Linked DNA regions of Mus musculus: region 2 is linked to region 1. A link is a contact called in public HiCAR-type data. All regions are on one chromosome and are shown on one strand. The core of a region is the stretch at or near the end of the contact, and the rest is flanking DNA. Distances in the headings are between cores, read along the strand shown. Region 1 holds the start of Tnc (tenascin C). Region 2 holds the start of Astn2 (astrotactin 2).

Region 1 (4,863 bases), core at 385-2,884:
GAGTAAAGACATGTCTAACACTTTCTCTGCTAACTGAGAAGAGGTAGCCTGGGTCTGCTTAGGAAAGCCTAGAGGCGTGGAAGCATTCACTACTGGTGGAAAGACAGGCTTGTGCCACTGAAATATGTTTTGGCTAACACGCAGAATGAAAAAATTCCCAAAGCAACCAACATCTGAATCAGCCCAAATGGTTTAAAAGTTCAAATGAGTCGTTTTACGACATGACTATTTATGGCTGTTCCTGATGTCTGAGCGGTGTGTGTGTGTGTGTGTGTGGGGGGGGGGGGGATAGGGAACACTTAAGCAGGCAGTCTTCGAGTCCTGGAATCGGTGCCACCCTAGGGATAGCCTAATTTTGTCTTGCTTTATTCTCCCAGGGAGATTGAAACTAAATGTTATGAGAAAGGCTGAAGGATGGTATCAATCAGTAAGTGGATGGTTGAAATTTCCGATAATAGTTGTTAATTAAAACATCAGAAGTCTCTTCTAAATTACAGAACAAAGAGATGCATTTTCCACAGTCCAGCAAAGCAGCTGTGTCTGTTGTCATGGGTGACAGTTTCCTACTTAAGCATCACTCACTGTTTCTGGTCACCAATGTGTCATGGAGCCATGAATTCTAAGTGCTTCCCAGGCACAATTCCTTGATGGCATTAAACTGCTTCTCTAAATTGCAGGGTATAAGCACTGTCCCAAACAAGCCCAGAAGTACCGTGAGCTGAGCTTGGCCCCAGGTGCCTTGGGGATACTTTAACATGCTAAATGAGGACTTCAACCTAAATAGTGTTACCTTTTGAAATATATTAGTGCTTCTCTAAGAAAAAAAAAAAAAAGTCTTCACTCAGCACCTAGGTACACTGAGAGCTCAGGAGTACACCCTGAGCTAAGTACTACACCCTACTTAGTAGACCCTACTAAGTAGAAAGCACTTAGTATGTGGCATAAACAATGTCAAAAAGTGACTCCTGAGGGGACATTGGGATCTGGATAAAGATTCCTCCAGGCAGCTGGGCACCGCTGGGTCCTGCTTCAGAAAAGCTCACTTTTCTAAGCTCCCAGTATGGTTCCCACCTGCTGAGAACTAATCTTGGGTTATCTCCAAGCTGGCCAAGAGAAACCTGAACTGCCCCGGGCTTGCTCAACTCTCCTCGATCTCCTCTTTCCAGGAACTCAGGTTCAGCCCTCAGGCTTTCTCCGAGGTGCCACCCCGCAGCTGCTGCCCAGAGCCTGAGGGAACCCAGGTCGTGTTTCCAGCTTGCTCTAGTCCAGGAGCAGCGCCAGGATCCAGTTCCCTCATATCCCAGTTCCCAAGGCTTCTGTTTCACAATTAGAATACTCATTTGTGGAGCAATGCAAAAATCACACTTCACTAACAACTACTCTGCGGGGGCGGAGGGAGCTGAAATTCCTACTTTTTTTTTTCTTCACTATAAATTGTATGCAAATGGTCCGTTAGCTGGCGGCGCGCCTGGAGTGAGTGCGTCTTTCATGAGCTAACCCTGTTCCGCTGGGAGGGCTGTGCCTTTAACTCACCAACTGAAAAAAAAAAAAGTGGGAAAGGATGTCTGGAGGCGAGGCGTCCCATTACAGAGGAAGGAGCTCCCTATATAAGCCTGCCAAAGCTGGCTGCTCCGGCCACAGCCTGCCTACTGTCACGCGTCTCTCCCGCGCGCAGACACACACCCTAGCCTCTGGTGGGCACAGACAGTGGCTGGGAAGACGCTAGGGACCGCGCGCTTGGGAACTCGTTGTGGCTTAACCCAGGTACTTCTTCACGGAGCTGGTGCACCCAGAGACTTTGCTTTTCCCGACCTGGAAAAGGTGAGTCTGTTGATCCCATCACCCAGGATCTTTCTGGTGTGCTCCTGGCATTCCCGGTACCCAGTAAGATGTGGGTTTGTAACTATAAAACTTTTGTTTAATTTCCAAGCCCGGTGTGATCAGATGCGGCCCGATTATTCTGTGCTTGCCCTCCTGCGGTCATGTATTTGGTATGGATCTGTCAATAGTCAGAGGAACTCAGGGAACTTTTGGTAAAGTTTTGTCTCTGCCTTTCTTTGGAGGAAATGTCTTACTTTAACTCTTACCCTTTTACCTCGTTGATTCTCACCTGTGGATTTTCCCCTTTTGGAGCGTTAGAGAAGTTGCATTTTAAAGTGGCATTCACTCACAGCACTTGGGTGGGATGAGTACCACGTACCCGTAGTAGGGAGAACACAACCGTGCATCTACACAGTCTCAGCACTTGACAGTTTTCGTTCCCCTCTTGTCCCATTTGATCCTCAGTGTCCACTCTGGGGAAAGATAAGAGCTGGATACCAGAGCTAGGAGATGAGTTCTGGGCACGGATGAAAAGCCCACAGGCTGTAAGATGAAACTGGTGGGCACGTCTGTGGGTTCTTGAAGCAGGGTGCCATCCTCCTGATTCAGAGACCTCAGGTGGGGCATGTGTAGAAGGTTTGGAGGCATCTGAACCCCATATTGCTCCCAAATCGGCCTCCCTCCTGACACTTTATCCCAGAACCCCAGTAACATATTCCCTTCCCTGGTGAACTTTGGAAAGAGCACAGAGATTCCTCTATGCCATCGTTGTGACAGGGGGAATAAGAGGTTGGGGTTTGACCCTAGAAGTGGCTTGGGCATTCCCACTAGTGCCACTACAACATAAATGTGTCAGGAAAATATGTAACTTCTATGGACCTTAGTTTCCACTTCTCTAAAGTGGGGACAGCAGCTCCCCTTATAATGAGGAGCGAATGAGGAACAAAAAAGATCAAATCAGCAACTGGGCAATCTCTGTCATGGCCCAAAGCTGCCAACACCCTGGACGTGAAAAGCGGGGCCTCTTAACCCAGTTTTTCAGTGTGTCTGCTTACCCCCAAAGCCTCTGCCTTCTTATCTTGCCCAATCTGAGACAGCCTGCTAGCCTGGCACGTAGTGTTTTACAAGCAAGGGGTGTGTTGGCACCATTAGGAGAAAAGGTGGCAGCCTCGGGCTTGATGTGAATCTGGAGTTCTGACTCCAGAATGTCCTCAGGCATTTACAGGCTGAAGTGCTTGGCTATGGAGTGCTGTGTGGCTGGTGGTCTTTGGAATCAGATTCTTTGCCTCAGAGGATGAGCCAGACTGGGAGCTCTCTTTAAGAGTGAATGCCTCTTTTTCGTGTGTTTTCGTGGAATCTTTTTTTTTCTTTGTTTTATAGAGCTTTCCCTATATGCACCTTAGAAATGAAAGCTGCTCCCCACCCCACTGCCTTTCCTGAGATGCAACAAAGCTCACCAGGGCTGGTGAGAGGCATGCTCTGTCTAAATAAGCTGATGGAAAGTTCTCCTGTCCTATGAACCAAGGCTTTCGAAGGGCATGGGGGATGGGGGTAGTGTGCCTTGGCCTGGTACATTCCAAGAATGTGACCACATCTAGGGAAAGAAGGGGGTGCAGTGTGTGAATATTCTCTGGGTTACTCAAATGGGGTGAGCACGAGAGAGAGAGAGAGAGAGAGAGAGAGAGAGACAGAGACAGAGACAGAGACAGAGACAGAGACAGAGAGAATGGGTGAAGCCAAGCTTGGTAATCACCCACTCCCTCATTTGTTCAAAACACCTAGCTTCGCGCTCTTGGCCTCTCTTTCCCCTGTCTCAAGAGGTGACAAGGCTTCCATCCATCAGTTTTGTCACTCATACAAAGAGGGTGAGGAGTTACCTCTCCTGGGGCTCTGTGACATACACACCAGAAGAGTTCAATAGACAGAGGTGTTTCTGTTTACCTTGTTACTAGATCACAGATACTTTCAAGATTAATGTCCTAAACAAATGTTTGTCAAGTTTAACAATAGAAGCAGTTATTAATAAATTATGAACAACCCTCCTCCCTGAGTTTCTGACAGATAAAAATGAGGTTGCATGGGCTAACATGGGGTTAAGGGGTGCAAACACACTATTCATACCCCTGGAACATTTTTACCACATTGCAAACAATGGGACACACAGCTCCAGATCTCACAGCTAGGCAGTGCTTACTCAGATCAGTGTTCTGAAATCCAGCAGCTATGGGAGTAAGGACAGTTCCCCAAATGAAACAGGAGACAGGAATTTTAGAGGCTTAAGAAAGGTTGGTTACTTCAATCAATGTCAGTAATCACTATAGCCAGCATAGAATTAACCAGTGTATGAGCTATAGGCTCTTGATGCTTCCCTGGGCATCATGGTATCAAATGGCCACAGCAGGTCTCTGGAGCATGGGTGTACTTATAAGACAGAGAGACTCACAGAGCAGAGAGATTGGGTCTTGGAACTCAAGTGATAGGGCCAGAATCTAAGCTCATATCTTTCTTTGGAGGCTGTGCTTCTTTTCAACGTGTCAGCTTCTTGTATAGCCCTCAGAGGGAAAGCACTTCCCTTCTGACAAAATATGCCCCACCAGGCAGACTGTGGCCACCCATAAATACAGCAATAGCCTGATCATATAACCAGAATAGAATTTGGAAAGGGAACTCAGGCTGACAGAATGAAAAACATACTCCCTGAATCCTATCCGTTCTCATGTTCGCTGTGAACTAAAACCACCTCTCATCTCTCTTCCCGCAGTTTCATGAACTTACAAACTGGCTTTCACAAAGCATAAAGGCTCCTCCATACTGAGGCTGTATGGGTTTGAAAAGTAGAACTTGAGAAACAAATATTTAGTTGGTTCTCCATATACAGTTCCTCTATGGTAGTCAGACACTGACATAAAATAGCTAATAGTCAGGGATGAAGTGTGACACAGTGATGGGGAAGACTGTCTACTTAGTTTTCTAATACTGCAAATTATGAATCAACAGCTCCATTTAATAGATGGAGAAACTGAGGCTCAAGGAAGCTGAGTA
Region 2 (5,123 bases), core at 1,884-4,383, 2.4 Mb before region 1:
TTAATTGTAATTTCTGAGTCAGAGTGCATGTGCTTGGAAACTCAAATCCTTTTCTGTGGTCACTCCAGATTTGACAGTAAAGTTGGTTCTGTGCTCAGTGACAAGACTTTTCTGTATTCCCCTTCCCCTCTCTCCTCTACTCCTCAGTGAATTGCCTCCATCTCCCACCATAATCTTTGCCCTTTCTGCCCTCTGTTTCCGCATTCCCGTTTCCTCAGACAGATGTCTGAGTTGCAAGCAACAGAAACTAATTCTGAATAATTTAAGCAGAAAGAGAATCCAAAATTCTGTGCGATTAGATCATACAGAATCACCAATTGAGTTCTGAGTCTGGCCTAAGAACCCCTAAAGTGAAGAGCACAGATCAAAACGCCAACATTGAACCGGCCTGGTGAGATATAATCACGCTATTCACCAGAAGGGGCAATTCACCAAGAAGTGTCGTTGGTGTATACTAAGACACCAGGCTCCAAACAGTCAAACCACTTTGATAAGCAATGAAATCCAGATGTAATTGCCCCAAATGTTGACACTTTGGTCCTAATGGATTCTTCATAATATCACTTCCCCTCCCTGAATCAGGAGTAGCTCAGGCTGATTCCTAAATTTGGCATCTTGTACTCGAGCTTTAACTGCAGTGAAGGCTGACAAAATGTCTAGAAATCTTAGGTTCTTGGTCTGCACCTCTGACTACGAAGCACTTCTGATGCAGGAAAAAGATTCATTTAGAAGCATGTAGTTGTGGTACCCACTGGAGGCTGCCAACCTTTATGGCTTAACTCCAGTGCCACCTCCTCTGGAAAGATTGCTCTGATATTTCCAAGTTGTAATCACAAGACCCCACAAAGTCTCCCTTCCTGCCAGTCTGCCTGTGAAACATGAGCTACTTCTGCCCAGGTATCTTCCCTGGACCTCCCTCATCCATCATTTATTTTTAGTTCTCTTAAACGCAGTAGTTAATGTTTATACATTACCACATCCACTACCGGGTTCGGTGGGGTATATGTTGGTGAATGAATGAATGAATGAATGAATGAATGAATGAAAGTGTTCACCTCCTTTGACAGGCCTTTATATCAGAGGTCCATGAAGGACTTCCACAGACTCTGCCTTACATAAGGGAGCCCTTTTTTTCCTAGTGTGCACTTCTATAAATGGACTATGTCAGCATATTTGAAGAAAGGGGCATAGAGAATCAGAAAGCCCCATGGCAGAGGATAGTGGCGGATTGTAAGGGTACAAAGGAGAGACTGAAGGCAGCAGGGCAACATATCTGGAGGAGTAAATGTACTGGAGCCGGCATCAGAGAGGCAGGAGATCATTTCAAATCAGAGGACCTGAAAAGCTAGATGTCACCACCACCACCACCCCCCAACACACATCGAGGGTTCACAGATAAGTAAGTGGAGTTTGGGAGCTGCATTTTTCAAACTCAGTAGCCCCAGAGGACTCAGTCCCCAAGGTCACTGAGGGCAGTTCAATTTCATAGAAATAGGTAAGGCTTAGAGGTTGAGAGTTTGAATCTTGGTTTTTAGCCAAGTGACCTTGGAAAGTTTCTTCACTTTCCTGACATACTGATCCCAGGTTGTTTTTTTTTTTCCAAACAAACAAACAAAAAAAAAACGGGAAAGTGCACACCACCCTCATGGGGTTATAATTATGTATAAAACTCACGTATGCACATGTCTAAAACCTAGAGAAGTGCACAGACCTATATTTTCCCTGTGTTTTTAGATATCTGACTTTTTCCAAAAGCTTCAAAATAGTTTCAAAAAGTGGTGAAGGGAAAAATGAAAGAGTAGTGTGAAAGGGAAGAGGCAGAAAGGAAAAGTTAGGGGGAAAACAAAACAAAACAGCCAATGGTAAGACTACAGTAAGGAACAGACAGCCAAGCTCCACAGAGGAGGGAAATGGCTCATAAATTATAGTGAGGAAGCTTTTGTAAGATTAAAGTCAACGCAGGGAAGAAGGAAATGAGTGCAGAGATGAAAGACAGAGCAAAAGAGGTAAGAAGATGAAGAAAAGTTTTACTAGGCAAAGGAGAGTGTGCAGGTCCATTCTCACAGAGGTGATGTTTCCCTTTCAGTATAGGTCTGATGTATCTAGGTTAGAAACTGGAATCAGCCCAAGGCCACAGGGTATTCTAAGACCCAGATTTAAGGTTAAACTTGAATCTCCAGGGAAATATGTGTGTGTGTGTGTGTGTGTGTGTGTGTGTGTGTGTGTGTGTGTGTGTGCCATGAGCAGAGTTGATGAGTGAACAGCCCTCTCCTGTGGGAACTGGGAAACGACCCAAAGCCTAGGATGCCAGGAAAGGTCCCTTCCTAGTGCCCTTTTCAGGAATTTCTTACTGAGATTGGAAGCTGCCAAGTAAAGCTGCTCCAAACTTGGAGCAGGGAGGCAGAGTAAAAGTGCCTGAGTGGGCTGCCTGGCAGGGCCAGCATGGAGGCAGCTAAGGGCCAGAACAGCCCAGCTGGAGTCAACTGGTGGGGAACATATTAGAGGTCAAAGTCCCAAGCTTATGTGTGCACTAGCCTTCAAGGCTGCAACCCAGACCTGGATGGAGAAATGACGTGTGGTCCTCCTGGTAGTGAGATTTCAGACAAGTGGTTGGGGAGGATTTCCTGATGCCTCTGGGAACTTATTTCAGAAGATAGAACAGGGTAGAAGATTGAAGAGACTGATTCTTGAGATTGATGTGGGGAGGAGAAAGTTGTCTTGGCTGTCCAGAGGAGCACTCAACTCCCAGGAAGGCCTGGCCTTGGTCAAGGCTTGGCGACAGTGCTTTCCCGGGTGTACTGCAGCTTGAGCCAAGGGTGGGATGAAGCTAAGGTAGTTGATTTGACTTAAGAGAGATTGGAGGAGACGCAAGAGGGGCCCCTAAGTGTAAAGAATTTTAGAGAGAGATGTTGGAGCTGAAGAACCCTGTGCAGGAGGCTTTAGGGGAAACCTAAGAAAGGGGAGGGAGCTACTGGGACCTGTACGAAGCCGGGCGGAGCCTCCGAAAAGCTCAGGGTCCGCCAGGGGAGCGGGCGAAGGGGGGGCCGGCGGCGGGGCGCGGGGAGGCGGCGCGGGGGGGCGGTCCAGGGCTGATCGGGAGGCGGAGCCCCGAGCTGGGGGCTGCTGGCTAGTGGCTCTCTAGGCTCCTTAGCTCGGGCGTCCTGGTTCGCTTCAGTGTCCGCTGTCTCCACCGCTGCTTCTTCTTCCTTCTTCTTCACGGTCGCCACCGCCCGCAGCACCGCAGCCCCTCCTGCCATGGCCGCCGCCGGCGCCCGGCGCAGCCCGGGCCGCGGCTTGGGGCTTCGGGGGCGGCCGAGGCTCGGCTTCCACCCGGGGCCGCCGCCGCCACCGCCGCCGCCGCTGCTGTTGCTGTTTCTGCTCCTGCTGCCGCCGCCGCCGTTGCTGGCCGGCGCCACGGCCGCCGCCGCCTCGCGGGAGCCCGACAGCCCATGCCGGCTCAAGACCGTCACCGTATCCACGCTGCCCGCTCTGCGGGAAAGCGACATCGGCTGGAGCGGTGCCCGCACCGGGGCCGCGGCCGGGGCTGGGGCCGGGACCGGAGCCGGGGCCGGAGCTGCTGCTGCTGCCGCCTCCGCCGCGTCCCCGGGCTCCGCGGGTTCAGCCGGCACAGCCGCGGAGTCTCGTCTCCTTCTCTTTGTGCGTAATGAGCTCCCCGGGCGCATCGCGGTACAAGATGACCTGGACAACACTGAGCTGCCCTTCTTCACCCTGGGTAAGGGTAGGCGCCGCACACGCGGAGTCCCAAGAAACCCAGAACCCCTAAGTGATACCGGACGGGTGGGGGCGCCCTGGGAATCCCCGCTCCAGGCTGCCCCATCAGGGTTGGCAAAGGGCAGCCCAGGGGCCCGGAGGGCGCACAGGTGGTTGTAAAGAAGTGTGGGGCAGGAGGTCCTGGAGCGCGCGCTCTGGGAGCCCGGGGGCGTGCCAAGGATCCCGCAGCGGGGACCTGGCTCTCAGTTTTGCAATCAATTCTCTGAGCTCCGCCCCTTGCATCTAGGACGCAGAAGACCCCAAGTCTCTCGGTGTGCTCTGACCAGGTACTGGGCAAGGAAGACCCTTGCTCTGAAGCCAGTTCATGGTCATGCTGCGCACTGCTCTTCTGGACAGCTCCAGTTGTCTGCCCCCTCTGTCTAGTCTCGAGTTGTGGATCCTCCCCTTCAAGACCGGTTTTCTTAGGATCAATTCAGACTAGCTACGTGAACAAGGAAAGACCCAGTCCTCAAAAGCTTTCCCTTCTCATGGTCTTGGTGACCTTGGCTAAGTCTCTTACCCTCTGAGCTTCGGTTTTTGGCTTTCCTTAAATTGGGGCTGGAATCGATTGAGTCGATATTTGAGGACTGAGGTTCTGAGCCCAAGATCTCTACTTTTAGATTCTCCCTCCGTCCCCGCTATCCCTATCACCTTCTCTTTTCTCCATTACTCCTAGTCGTGCGTAGGCTTGTCATTGCTGTTCACTTACTGGGCTAAGAAAAAGGACCGAAGAGGAAACTGATGGGGGTAGGGGGCTCAAATAGTAAAGTTAATCAGAAAGTTCGCCAGCAGCTTGCCGCCTGCTGATTCCCAGCGCGAATTCCGGAGGAGTCGGCCCTTCCGTGGAGCTGTGGGAAGCGCGGCTGATTTCCCACCCGGGTAATTGATAGCTTAATTATCTCAGAGAGCGTTTACAAAAATGTTGTTCCCCTTAGCTCTCCCGCGCTCGCTGTTCGCTCGCTCTCCCCTCCCCTCTTGGGGGCGCGGGGCCGGATTGGTTGTCGGAGTCAGGCCAACAACAGTGCGGGAGAGGCGCCAAGGGCTCGCGTGGAGACGCTTCTGCAGGATCCTTGTTTTGGGAGGGATCTGAATCTTGTTCTAGTGTCGCGAAGTGGCGGGCTTTAGTGGTTGGCATACTTAGGAGCCAACCTGGAAGCTCCGTATTAACTCTTTGCTCTCCGGAAAAGACTTTCAGATTAATGGACTAGACTTCACTCTTCTGGGAGCCCTGATGGTTTTTGTATTTGCTAATGCCTCCCTCCTTTCCCTTTCCTTTACGCATTTGAGCCAGCAGCCAACCTAACCACTAGGTTTGGAGGCACCATGCTTTTCTGACTGGTTGTTACATGAGT

What was found. HiCAR-type assays count read pairs that join an accessible place to other places.
Region 2: a HiCAR-type map of astrocytes shows a contact between it and region 1, with 4 times the contacts expected there. The contact joins the promoter of Astn2 here to the promoter of Tnc in region 1. A contact is called at or near these places in 1 of 39 promoter capture datasets (hippocampal neurons) and 1 of 115 datasets of contacts at active chromatin or transcription factors (astrocytes).

What each region holds. Positions count from the first base shown.
Region 1 is chr4:64,043,707-64,048,569 of GRCm38.p6, reverse strand. Tnc (tenascin C) reads left to right here and starts at 1,634. Exons shown (of 27, transcript NM_001369211.1): 1 at 1,634-1,821. All of the region lies in intron 4 of 8030451A03Rik (a long non-coding RNA gene), which reads right to left.
Region 2 is chr4:66,402,493-66,407,615 of GRCm38.p6, reverse strand. It overlaps Astn2 (astrotactin 2), which reads left to right and starts at 3,133. Exons shown (of 23, transcript NM_207109.2): 1 at 3,133-3,733. The coding sequence starts at 3,256.